Linked DNA regions of Gasterosteus aculeatus: region 2 is linked to region 1. A link is a contact called in public Hi-C data. All regions are on one chromosome and are shown on one strand. The core of a region is the stretch at or near the end of the contact, and the rest is flanking DNA. Distances in the headings are between cores, read along the strand shown. Region 1 overlaps cpt1a2b (carnitine palmitoyltransferase 1A2b). Region 2 overlaps rtbdn (retbindin).

What was found. A called contact is a pair of places that touch in the nucleus more often than the background predicts.
Region 2: a contact with region 1 is called in a Hi-C map of skeletal muscle, with 2.3 times the contacts expected there. The contact joins two enhancer-like sites. A contact is called at or near these places in 2 of 6 Hi-C or Micro-C datasets (both in skeletal muscle).

Annotation. Positions count from the first base shown.
Region 1 is chr11:4,913,085-4,919,514 of fGasAcu3.hap1.1, reverse strand. It overlaps cpt1a2b (carnitine palmitoyltransferase 1A2b), which reads right to left. Exons shown (of 19, transcript XM_040190830.2): 2 at 3,646-3,788; 3 at 2,529-2,668. The coding sequence starts at 3,786. Among protein-coding and RNA genes, the nearest start is that of cpt1a2b, 3.6 kb to the right of the region's middle. Within about 2 kb of position 2,949, at least 3 of the 9 cell types and tissues checked have open chromatin away from gene starts, as enhancers often do.
Region 2 is chr11:5,050,902-5,057,331 of fGasAcu3.hap1.1, reverse strand. It overlaps rtbdn (retbindin), which reads left to right. Exons shown (of 6, transcript XM_040191411.2): 6 at 1-664. It overlaps LOC120828141 (transcription factor JunB), which reads right to left. Exons shown (of 1, transcript XM_040191511.2): 1 at 5,730-6,430. The coding sequence ends at 6,231. Among protein-coding and RNA genes, the nearest start is that of LOC120828141, 4.4 kb to the right of the region's middle. Within about 2 kb of position 2,856, at least 1 of the 9 cell types and tissues checked has open chromatin away from gene starts, as enhancers often do.

The DNA.
Region 1 (6,430 bases), core at 1,700-4,199:
ATCCATCGTTCCCTCAGTTCTGAGTAGTTTCCCTGTAGCTGCTGAAGAGAAGCATCCTCACAGCATGATGCCACCACCATGTGCCACTGTTGGGATGGTGTGCTCAGGGTGATGGGCAGTGTTTCCACCCCACATTGAGGCCAAAAAGTTCCATTTTGGTCTCATCTGTCCAGAGCACCTTCTTCCACATGTGTGCCGTGTCTCCCACATGGCTTGTGCAAACTCCAAACAGGATTTCTTATGGTTTACTTTCAACAGCGGCCAGATGTGTGGAGTACACGGCTGTGTCCTCTGGGATGATTCTCAGCTGTGGATCTTTGCAGCTCCTCCAGAGTCACCATGGACCTCTTGGTAGCTTCTCTGATTAACTTTCTCCTTGTCTGGCTTGTCAGTTTGTGTGATCGGCCTTCTCTTGGTAGGTTTGTGGTCGTGCCATATTCTTTCCATTAATGGATGGTGGAGTTTAATGTGCTTTGTGACATGTGCAAAGCTTGGGATATTTTTACATAAGCATACTTCATACGTAGCTACAACTTGATCCCTGATCTGTTGATGAGCTCTTTGGTCTTCATGATGCTCTTAGTTCAGTAATGCTCAGAGACTGTAGTGTATTCAGCGTAGGTCTATTCACTTGTTACACTTTGGTTGTGCACAGCTAGGAAGGCTATATTCAACTCAAACTCTGACGTGGTTTACACGTGGCTGAAAGATCCCAGTCACTTATGGCTTATTGACTTTATCTGGGTATCTTATCGGTACTTATAATCGGCCAGAACCTAAAGCATGGATCACTATCAGGACTGAAAGAGTCACATTGGTGCACAACAGTTTTAAAACAAAACTATTTGGTTTCATATTTCCTTATACGGTGGTGATGATTTACATCAATTAACAATGAAATAACTCAGTCGTATGGAAATACATATGGACAAGCTGTTATTTTCAGCGGCCTCAAACTGCAACGCGAGTTTGCAGTGTGCACAACTTCCTTTGTTTGCATGTGCGTGTGTGTGCGTATTGTGGAAGTGGTGTTGTCGCTAACTAACTATGTTTAGTGAGCGGTGTAGTAGGGAAGTGTGGGAAAGTTCAAGTTGCAGGTGCCACACCCTTGAATGTTTTGTGTGCTTCAAAGTAATGTTTGTTTTCAGCTGACCCTGGTTCCCTGCAGTTCCTCATCAGAACGAGACTGACTGGAATTTGTAAGTTGAGCCGTCACTTAAAGCTGGCAGCAATTATTGAGTCGGAGGTCCACCAGACCAGAAGTAATTTACCTACTGGAGATATAATCATGCTACTATATCCACTGCTGCTGTATATATTAGGACTAGCCATTTGTCCATCATTATTCTGCGTATTACTCATATAATATAAAATAATATATACATATAAATAATTATAATGATATGCATGCAAGACATTGTGAATCCTTTATCTTGTTCATTCTTAATATCTCTTCATCCATCTTCCATCACACTTCTGGCCATCCTGGAAGTGGGATCCCTCCTCTGCAGCTCTACTTAAGGTGATTTTGTGTACAGATTAAAAATCTTGTGATTTTGGGCTGTGCAAAATAAATGTAATTGAAATTTAACAGCAAGAATGTGATGACATCCATGTAAAATAAGTATGTGATAGGATCCGTGAACATTCACGTGTTATTTCTTATCTGTATCCATTGTGCAGAAATGCTTTTGTTAACACCAACGCCCTCTGCTTCAAAGACGCCCTCTGCTCCTCTTGCACAAGAAAAGCAGAGGGCGTTCAGTGTTTCCCCTACCATTATATCAGGGGGCGCCCTTGTGCCCTTATGTCCGTGAACATGGTGCTCGCACCCGCGGGCAGACTGCTACAACTTGTATGCAAAAAGGGAAATGATCAACCGTCCCATCTACCTTAAAAAGCCATACTATGGGTATCTTGAATTGGCTTTGTGCGAAGTACTTATTCATCAGGAAACATTTATTACCAAAATATGTCAGACATACTAGGAACTTGACTTGGCGACTGGTGCCTAGCAGAAGACAGTATGACAATGGACAACAAGACAGACAAGACAACATAGTGCAAGAGGAATAAAATAAAATGCTATGGGTTAGTTTAGTTATTGTATTAGCTACAGTAAATGTTAGTCAGCACGCCAAGTTAAGAAAAGTAGACAGCAGGAAAAAAAACTATCAGCTTAAACTTATTGCTATATTTAGTATTTTAATTTGCCAGACAGCCCTCAGATGGAGCTCTGAGGCCTGAATCTATTCTCTCTTCCAAACCACCAGACTCAGGCATTACTGGGTGTCTTTGATTAATATGAACTTTGGTCTTTTGGGGAAAGCAAAAGAGAGCGGTTTCAGCTCCCCTCAGAAAGGGCTGTCTGACAAATAATACGAAGAGCGTAAACTTTATTACGAGTATTATTAAGAGTTATTGATTTTTTAGGTGGCTAAAAAAACAGGACAGTAACATGTTTAGCCCCACTTTACAAAAACTCATGTATTGCTTTAAGAAGGTAAAAAGCAGAGGTTCCAGTTTACCTCAGTGGCAGGTGTTGCTGTATCATCTTGATGAGCCCCATGCTGGGATCCGAGCGCATGTACATGGTAGCCAGGATCGCTATGACGACAAAGAGCCAGGAGGAAGGACTGGCTGGGTACACTCCCTTGATCACCCGGTTCTGTTACCACGGAAAAAGAAACAAAAAGGCAATCTTTTACAGCCGATAACAAGGCTCATTCTAGAAAGACCCCCAGGATTATCCAAGCATTAACTCTCTACGTTTACCTTCATGTAGTTAACATTTCTTCCCCAAACCATATATACCATCCCCAAAACGTATAGAACATTGTGGATTTTAAAATGCATTTTGTAAGGGTACATGTGTGGCCTCACAGCACACACTTGTAGGAACTGGCAGGAGCAGTGAAGGGAGGACGCACGCATACACACTAACAGCTATGTCTCAGTCACTCTAGGAGGGGCAGAAATGCAGGCCGGTACATGTCAAGAGAGGCTCGTAGTTGCGCTCTCTGTCCACAAGTGAGGGAACTGCCGTGCACAGCAATGAGTGGACAATTCTAAACGTGAAAGAAATGCTTGGTGATGCTTGCGAAATACGTTACTAGCGCAGGTAAATAGTAGCGAATCCGGTCAAATTTCAAAATGAAAAAAAAAGAAATCAAGTTACAAATATATATATATATATATGAGGGTTCATACACATTTTGACCAATGAATTTTCATGACTTCAAACTAAATGTCCATGCTGCGCTAGCAGTCGTTCCTGTAGTAGCTTCGCTAGCAGCGGCGCACTGATGTCTGCTTCCTTTAGCACGGCTCTCCCATGTTTTTGTTATCTTAACTGAACCACATGAACATAGAAATATAACACATTTCCATGACTTTTCCAAAAGGTTTTGGGATTTTATTTTTTCCATGATTTTTCCAGGCCTGGAAATGATCATTTTAAAATTTCATGACCTTTCCGTTTTCCACGAACCCTGATATATATGTTCTTTCTGTGGTGCGGCCCGGCAGTTGGGGAGCTCTGACTTAGATAAGTCAAATTGGATGTGCGATTTGACTTTATGATGACACCATTTTAAAAAAGAACAAAGAAAGGGACACACACACAAAATACCCCATCATCCTCACCCTCATGCGGCTGACTCGTTTCTTCCATGATCGTACTCCCGACAGGAAGATTTGGTTCAGGGCCTGATGGGACAGCTGCAGGTCAATCCCCTCCGGCGTTATGGTGAACTGGAACGCCACCGCCTGGTGGGCCTCCGCCATCGCTATGGAAACACGAGAGAAACCAAATGTTAGCACCAGTATCACAACATGTATTCACCTTACCAGGAAGAGGATCTCTACACTGGTGACGAAACGGTTTCAATTTACGTTCAAACCTCAATATGGCTTTCATATGTAAACAAGAGAAGACGGGCCATTTCTACTTAGTGATTAGTAACACTTTTCTCAAACACCGCTACATTGGATGATCAAACTACGCGGTTGTAGTAACAAAGTAACTAAGAATCATTTATTAGGGATGAGATAATGATTATTATGACTCATCATTGCAGAAAAAAAAGTGTTCATTCTTTGGTGTCTTGCATAACTTTACATCTTCATTAGTCCCCTCAGCACGTTTGTCTTGACTATTGTTGCAGAGGATTAAATAAGCGCTTTATGAAGAGTTTTATAACCGGTAAATGAGTGCCAGCAGGCCTCTCGGTGTGATGGCCGTCTCTCTTGTACGAACGCTTGGCAAGTAATTTAATGTGTCAGCGGAATGTTGTTGTCCCACTGAATCCGACCGCGGCCCCAAGAACCAAGTAAAAAGCTGCTCAGACGCGTCACGTTATAAAGCGCGTTTAAATGAAAAGATCAAATTTCATAGTTGCAGCCCTGTGATTTTTGGGGGGTAATTCGAAACGTGCAGATACACACACACACATAAAAAAAAATAATTTAAAGGTGTAAATATCAGGTGCTTACACAACAATGCTTGTCCTACATTGTTGTGTAAATACAGTATGTCCAGATAATGCTGCATCAATTCCTGCACTTGAACTGCACAACTGAAGCAGCTATGCTGTGCTCAAAAGTCCTTAATCTTTGTGGATTTGAGGGTGTAAAGAAAAAAATAAATGGTATTAATTAATAAACTTCAGCTGAGAATAGTGCTAGAGCTTTTGCCTCTTCATCGATCGGACAATATCAATTATTCAATACTGCTTTTGGGATGACAAGTCAACAGCGTGGAGGATCAATCAGACTGTTATATTCTTTTTGGGAGGAAACTGAATGCAACTCGGTTTTAAACCTCCAAAGACGACATTTCTAATCTGGCTCCAGGAAGTTTGGAACGGACTATGAAGCCTTCATGTAAATTTTCAGGAAACATTGATTGCCAAAATATGTCAGACATAAAAGTCTGCTTTTATTGGCAAATGATATACTGCGTATTTAATCATCCGTGTCGGTCACGCCTGATTTTATAAGCAAATAATTCATAACTATTGCAGATGGCCGTAGTTAAGGATGTTTACACTCGGGAGTGTACCGAGTGACTCAGCGGCGTCCAGACCCTTTACAAACTTCCCTTACAGTTGATCTTATCTTTTCAGTAGCAGACGGATCGGGTGTTGCCCCACAAATCGTTCACCGATTAGATAAGAAAAGACGTGCACAGACTGTTTCCTAGGAGTCTTAAGTTAAAAGGCGGAACAAAGCACAGCTGAGAAGGCATCTGGCACATAGCAGATAACCTGAACCTCTAACCCTACCCTCGACTCAGCAAGCGCTCCACAGGCAGGTAAACGTAGAATCTCCCTCCGAGGTGTCGGCCGTGTCTGCATCCAGCAAACCTCTGTCATCTCCTCCCAGCCGCGCAACTGATTGCTGCACATTTCGCACTTCCCACAGCTATTTCACACAACCACATGTGTGTTACGGAGTGAAAAGGAGAAAGCTTATCAATTACTTCCTCTTTTTTTTTGGGGGGGGGGGTTCTAAACTTCACAACACAGATGGATCGATAATCACGCCAATTAATTGGTTTACTTTCAATATGAATATTGAATATAGTATTTCAGTCGGATGCGCCGTTACCAAGGCAGGGCGCGGAGGAGGAGATGTCTGCGCTGGTGGGAAGCAAACCAACAGGGAACCATCCTTTTCCCCGAAGCCAAACAGTTCCCTTCATGTTCGCCATGCAGTAAATAATCCAAACTAATAAAACTTGAACTGCCAAAAGGAGCATTTTACAACCCTGAATGTGATTCAACATCGGTTTAAGGTGTTTCCCGAATATTTCAACTTTTATGACCATCTGCTGAACTTCTTACATTATTGTGCATATTATAGAGGCATCAATATAAAAGCTATTTTTGGGGGGGGGGGGGGGGGGTTAGTTCATGCTAAACACGTTTCTGGATACCAGCTTTGTTTGCTTACAGCTTGTGAAAAAAAATTGCCATGTGTTAAAGAATATAGGTTGCAGCAGATTCAACAATATTTCAATTCTACTGGCTCTTAAAAAAAAAGAAAAAAGATGGAGGGTCTGAACTTTAAGTAGTGCAATACTTTACAGCTACAAGTAGCAGTTGGAATCCAAAAAAGGCAAAGATGACAAACGGGTCCAACCTGCTGGAGAGGACAGACGGGTGGCCGCTTTCTTCTTTCAGCACATCGATTAGTACACACAGACACGGCGGGAAGAAAGGCGCATTCACATACCGATACAGTGCAATATTCACCAATAGTTTGCTCTGTTTACGTTGTTTTGCGCGTATTGGCTGAGCTAGCTAGCTACCAATACGTTCCCCGGAACATCTGGATTCCATTGACGTTATATTTCAGCCACCAGCGAGGAGTTTTAGTGCGAATCCACGACTTTTTACTTTGAGGAAACGGTGAACGTCGGGCGCCA
Region 2 (6,430 bases), core at 1,607-4,106, 140 kb before region 1:
GAGGCATCGTGTTGCTTCGTGAGGCTGCGTAAAGAACATTGACGTGTTGATGTTGATGCGAGGCTGTTAACGTCCTGACAGCGTCGGCGCTTGTGCATGAATCCCTGAATCCTTCCGGCGGCAGCGCTGTAGGCACGATGTACCCCCCCGCCGGCACCCCCCCCCCGACCCCGCTCCTCTCGTGATGCCGTCGAGGTGGCTTTAACTTGTGCGCTAGTCAGTTGTTCAAAGCAGATCTCACTGTCGTGATGCCGTTTCGTGCAGTCTACATGTCATAAGGTCTACGATAGCGGTGCCCCCTTCTCTTCCCCCCCCCCCCTGCAGATTATAATAACAATGAATGTAGCTTTCTAACAGAGATTACTGGCCCTGGCCGCGGGGGGGTCGGGTATGCTTAATACCTGAGCGGAGGTTTAATACAAATCTGCCTGCTCCAGTAAATCCTCGTACCATGAAGGGTGCTGTGGTAGTTCGAACGCGTTGTATGTCGTCGACGTAACGTGGATGTTTCTTTTATGATTGCGGCGCGTATTTCCTTAGAGCGAGGCACTGTTAGATGTACATGTTTTGTAAAAAATAAAAAGGGCAACGGAGTTGTCAGATTTACGGTGATTTGTTTGTTGTGCTTTACGTTCTCAATAAAGACAATTTTTGTAAATGCCAACCGTGGGCCCGAGTCATAGTTCTTCTTGCAGATGCACTTTAATGGAGTGGCCTTTTATCGTCTGCAAGCCCACAACACTATTTATTGATCACATGCAGGTGGGCTCAGAGACCACGGTGTAATACAGCGGATGTACCTCTTATTTCAGATTTACCCTCACAGGGTTGTGACGTTCCAAATATGTGCAACGCTATTACTCATATAAAGGTTAACATTATAATTTAATTGTGCCTGGTTTGGTTGATTACCTCAACTGAGTATCTATGACTTAATCCAACTATTTATTCATTGGTTTTACAACATTATCAGCTGTTCATCCAAAACTCACTGTTTCAACTGCTTCAGATGCTTTGAGGTGATTGTTTGAACTGGTGCACGCTGGGCTTCTTCAGCCGTGTGGTGAAACTGACTCAGCTTACATGAGGATGGACACACTCAACGCTCCTTTTGGCCGTCCTCTAACCCTAATTGGCTGTTTGTTGTATGGATATAACTAAAAGGTCAATAGGGGTCACCTTGGTTGCATTGGCCCTGTCAACCCGCTTCTTACGACTCCATTGTTGGTCATCACTGTGACCTTTTGTATGTAAAGAGCTCGGGAATAAAGAAGAAGATTTCTTCGTTTCATGTTTCTTTCTCAGAGAAGCTGGATTTCTGCAAAGGAGTCGCCTGGGTTAGAAACGCAGCTGTTCATCAAGCACCAGAACCAACAGAACCCCCCACAGAGCGGAGACGTCCTCCATGCATCACAAACCCATCAACAACAATCTGCGTTAATATTCTTCTTGTTTCACAACTAATTAAATCAAACCCTGTAGCCCTGCGCTCTGTTGTCATCATGAAAAGCATTTGACAGCGTCTTGAAACAACATGGCCTCCACCTGCGTTACCGGAGCAGACAGCGTCATGCGACGCCTTCTCACCACCGACACACCCGGCTTTACTAACGCAACGCGACAAGTGTGTTCACCAGCTGTCACTCAGTCCCGCCCTCCCTCCACCACTGCTGGAGGGGAGATATTCAGAGGCTCGTACACTAATTAGGAAATAGCTTTTAACACCGACAATGTCTGGCTTAATCAGAAGGGCCCGTTTATTAAAAGTTACTAATACTGTACCTCGACACTTTAGTCGTACGGTGGTGTTTTTCTCAGTGTTTGCTCTCTGCAGGTGAGACGGCAGTGAATGCTGATAACGCCACGCACCAATTGATTAGTTTTCTTTTTTAAAGGACAAGCAATTAGGAACTGTGTGTGTGTGTGTGTGTGTGTGTGTGTGTGTGGCTGTCTGTTTTGCGGCTTTTGCATTTCGATGTTAGTTAATAACGTGTCGTTCGAGCAGCCAGCGGCAGAGTGGACAGAGGGGCTCACAAATGAGTGTCGCTACACACACAGGCACTCATTTCACTATGCTGATGACTGCGCTTCATTAGTAGGACTAATTGTAACATGGAAGAGAATGAGTTCAAACAAAAAGGAAACATCATTTTGGATGGTACAATTCAATTCTATGCACCAGAAAAAAGTCAAATCCAACGCAATCATTTTAAGAACTGTATAATAATTACCCTTCAACTAAAATACGGATTAAATAAAAATATTAAACCAAAAACCCAGCCCAGTGTTGACAACTCTTACACTGGAAGCCGCCCCCCCTTATTACCGTCGTGACATTAACTTCACCCATAAAAGGAGCGCATTTCATTACCTCCCACACAAGAGGGAAACACAATTAATTGTACCTTCATCGGTATGGCCTGCTAGCACACAACAGATAAATGCCCGATGGGACGCAGTAGTGGCGGGTTAACGGTAAGATGAGATGGGTGCACGCGGGCAGCCAGACAGGCCTTTAACTCATTTCCTTTGTGCCGATGAAAACAAATACACAACCCTCCACGTTTTACTGATAATCTTCCGGCGGCCCCTTGGTTGTAAATAAGATACTGAATTGTGGTCGTGGAGGCTGCACATGCAGATGAAAAGGGTATGCTCTCTCCCTGTGTGAGGGAACTTGTATAAAAAGGAATGTTTGTTCAAAACAATATGAGGATTAATATAAACCACCACGTGTTATTGGCGCTGAAGCTCTGGCCTGTGGCTCGCGATTTTTACCTGCGGTTCCAGTGTTGTGCCACTAGATGGTGTTGTGCGCCTACAGGAACCCTTCAGACTGCACTTTGTCGCTGGCTAGTTCACCCTCATCAGAACTTCACGTGTTGATCTAAAGCCTGCTGTCCAGGCCACTGCACTGCTGTAGTATTAATACACCAACGTGTACGACAACCCGATGCTATTCCAACAAACGCTTCCTACGCGCCAGATCACTCAGTCACAGCCGACTGCTTTATTTTACCTCTCAGCCAAACCAATGGCGGAGATGCATTACTGCTGCTATGGGCGTAAGATTAGACAACGGGTCCGTGGGCACAGACATGCGAAAGGCTCCGACATCCCTCCTACTTCTGGGCCAAACGCACAGACCTCATTGTTGTTCAGCCTCCCATTGTTGTTTTATGTCTTTTCTTGGTAACTTTGTGTGTCTTTGTAGTCGTTTTGAGTTTCTCTTTAGTTGTTTGCCCCCTTTTCTTCGTAGTTGTGAATCTCTTTGGGTTCCTTTGCAACTGTTGTGTGTCTCTTTATAGTTGTTTTATCTCTTTGGCTGTTTTATTTTCCTTGTGGTCACTTTGGCTCACTTCCTGTTGGGTACACATTTCTTTGTGTTAATATTTTCTAGATAAAGTTCAGGGGGGGGCCCTGACACTCAACGGGCCTGTAGCAGGGGCCCAACCCCTGCTACAGGCCCGATGAGTGATCCATCTTACTGGCAGCTTTGTGACGGGGACTTTTGATGAATGGATATAATAATGCGTCAAATTAAAGAGGTGGATGATTGTTGATTTGTGCGTAATTAAGTGTAAACCACTTCTATCGTCATACAGTAAAGAGTCATTCATATGAGCTTCCCACACTTGGGATTATGATCAAAGGGGAAACACATACATTGGCCCATTTCATGGCCTCAATACATACAGCGAACTGCTAATCATTTCTTATTTACTGTACACGGTTTAAAGATGTCTTTTCATGACTACCCCAAAGGTCTCGCGAAGGCAAACGTCCCGTTCCGGAATGAGTCCTCTGTTTGCCGTCTAAAACTTGTATTCCGACTTCTCGAAGAACCTCAGATGGCTGCGGCAAGGTGGGAGGAATATTCATGGCCTTCGAGAAGATAACAGAAGACCAGAGAGAGGGAGAGGATGAGCGAGAGAGAGCCAGGCCTGAGCACGTCTGTGGGAGGGGATGGGGGCTCGTGGAGAGGAAAATCAAACCCACCGAGAGCTCTTCATACGTCACGGTTCGCATCACAGATGTTCCCACAGACACTCAGTGTGGGTTGTGGGCCGAGGCGTGTGGAGAGCCAGTATGGCACCCATTGGCTTGTTCTGTGAGCGTGTGTGAGCACATAATAATATGTAGGCCTGCTGCGTGCGTAAATGGAGACTTGAACGCTCCAGTGATATTTAAAAAGTATTCCTTTGAGTAGGAGCTGTTCTGCTTGATGCTGTAAGTGCAGGATGTTATTGGGTTGAGGGCACATTCATGAATATTTAAGAGAAAATAAATCAATTGTACTTCAGTGCCACTGAAATTCATTACTATTAACTGTTGAAAAGGGCAAAAAAAACGACACACATAAACACGTCCAGAAATGTACATCCCCTGAAATCTATGTTTCTTGATGAAAAGGAGAAGTTGCGGGGGCGTCCCCCGGTTCAGTTTCCACATCCATGGCAGATTAATTGAATAGGCGTTGTTATTGATGGAAATGATGTTTTAGGCGAAAACAGCTTCAGGTGTGGGAGCGCAAGAAAAAGACCGCAGCCCTCATGTCTTCGCTCTTTTGAAGTGGTTTTCTCGAGTACTGAGAGAAAACGAGAGAGAGAGAGAGAGAGAGATAGAGAACGATGTTCCAATCTAAATCCACGCCGGCTGTCTTGTTTGCTGTTTGCACGTCACAGACTGCTAAAACGACAGAAATCCCCCTCAGTTTTCCTGAGATCAGTTTTGCACACGACTTCACAAAAGCATCGCGTTCCTTTTTATTGGCTTTCGCATATTTCCCTGAGTATGAGCTCCTAAATGCTCCCCTGAGTAATTTCAGCGAACAATTAACCCTCGCTTCCCCCCACCACACACTATCATTGTTGTCTGCGTCATGGGGGGCCCCGGGGAGGACGTGCAGTGACCCCTATGCCGACTAATTCACTTGCGCCCAACGCGGGACTTTCCCCTCCTCTCCATCCCTCAGTGTGTTCAGCGCCCCACAGCCGCGCATTTTTGGCCCATGACGCGTCCCACGAGGACTTTGTCCTTGGCAGCGCGCACATCTTCGTCCGTCCGCACGAAACGCCCCCGCCTGCTCCGAACGCCCACTCGCGCCTACCGGCACGGCATCGCGAGACGCCCCGGCATTCCTGGAGTCGCCGTCACTTCCCCCTTTTTCGTTTGTTTGTTTTACTACTCTGACGCCTAAATATGTGCTGCGGCGTTGACGCGTGTGAGTGTCTCCCAACGGAATTTGAGGATGTGATTAAGGCTTAATATTTATGTATAATGTCACTCACTGCGCCCAGCAAATGATCTGTCTAAATAAATAAAACTACTTCTTAAGTCGAAAGTTGCATAATAAGAAAAGGAAATTCCACCACCCTCGCGGAGCTAACAGCCCTTATCGATGCAAAACAAGGAAGGGCAGATGGAACTCGTTCGCATTACCTGGGCGGGGGTTCCCAGAAACGCTACCATGTGACGCCATCTTCGCCGGCATACCCGTATATGGACATGCCCGTGCGTAACAAGGAAAGGTCTACGTGCGCGGGCTACGCTCTGTGCGTAAAAACGCGGAAACCCGAATGTGATTTTGTGAGCGCTCCTCGCCGGGAGTCATGGCAACTGTCACGGCCACAATATGGTAGTAAAGAGACGTTGTTGGTTCTTATCTCCCCACCCCGTATATGACTCGCGTGATATACTGATTTAGAAACAAACACTCAAATCCACCATTTTCAGTTTCATTTGGAGACACTTTACTTAAATACACATCACAAATAAAAAATGAAAGACAGTGTAAACATTGGACGTCATTGGGTTGCCCGGGTCAACCGGACAAACAACAAATAATTTATACATTGAAATAATGCAGCGTGGCATGAAATTATCGGTTGCAAAAACATACAAAGAAATACAATAATAATCATTCCCACGACTGTGGGTCTGTCTGTGCGCGCTGCCCGGCTCACTGTGCGCTCGGTCTGGATGCGGCCCCGGTGTCAGGTGTTGAATGGTGCTTTGAGCGATGTCCAGCATCCGGAAGTACCATTTTTTCACTCAGTCTTTTCACCCTAAATAGCGTAAATAGTTGTCTCCGCACGGCCCGGCGGCCCTGTGCTGCTGCTGTCCGCGCTGACAACACACCAGCCCCGGTGTTCCCGGTGCTACGCGTGCAGAGCGCGGCTCCAGTGTTATTACTTCTCAGTCACTTAGTAGTCTCTGTCGTAATTTTTTTAAAACGCCTCCAACTTGCTCGTGAGCATCAGCTGACAGCCGCTGCTCACGTGCGTCAGGACCTTCTGCTTGAGCTGCGCCACCTGATCCCGAAGCACCGACGCCGTGTTGGAGAGCCCCACGTTGTCGTTCTTCAGACCTTTCACCTTATCCTCCAGCCGTGCGATGCGCTCCAACTTGCGCCGCCGGCATTTGGTTG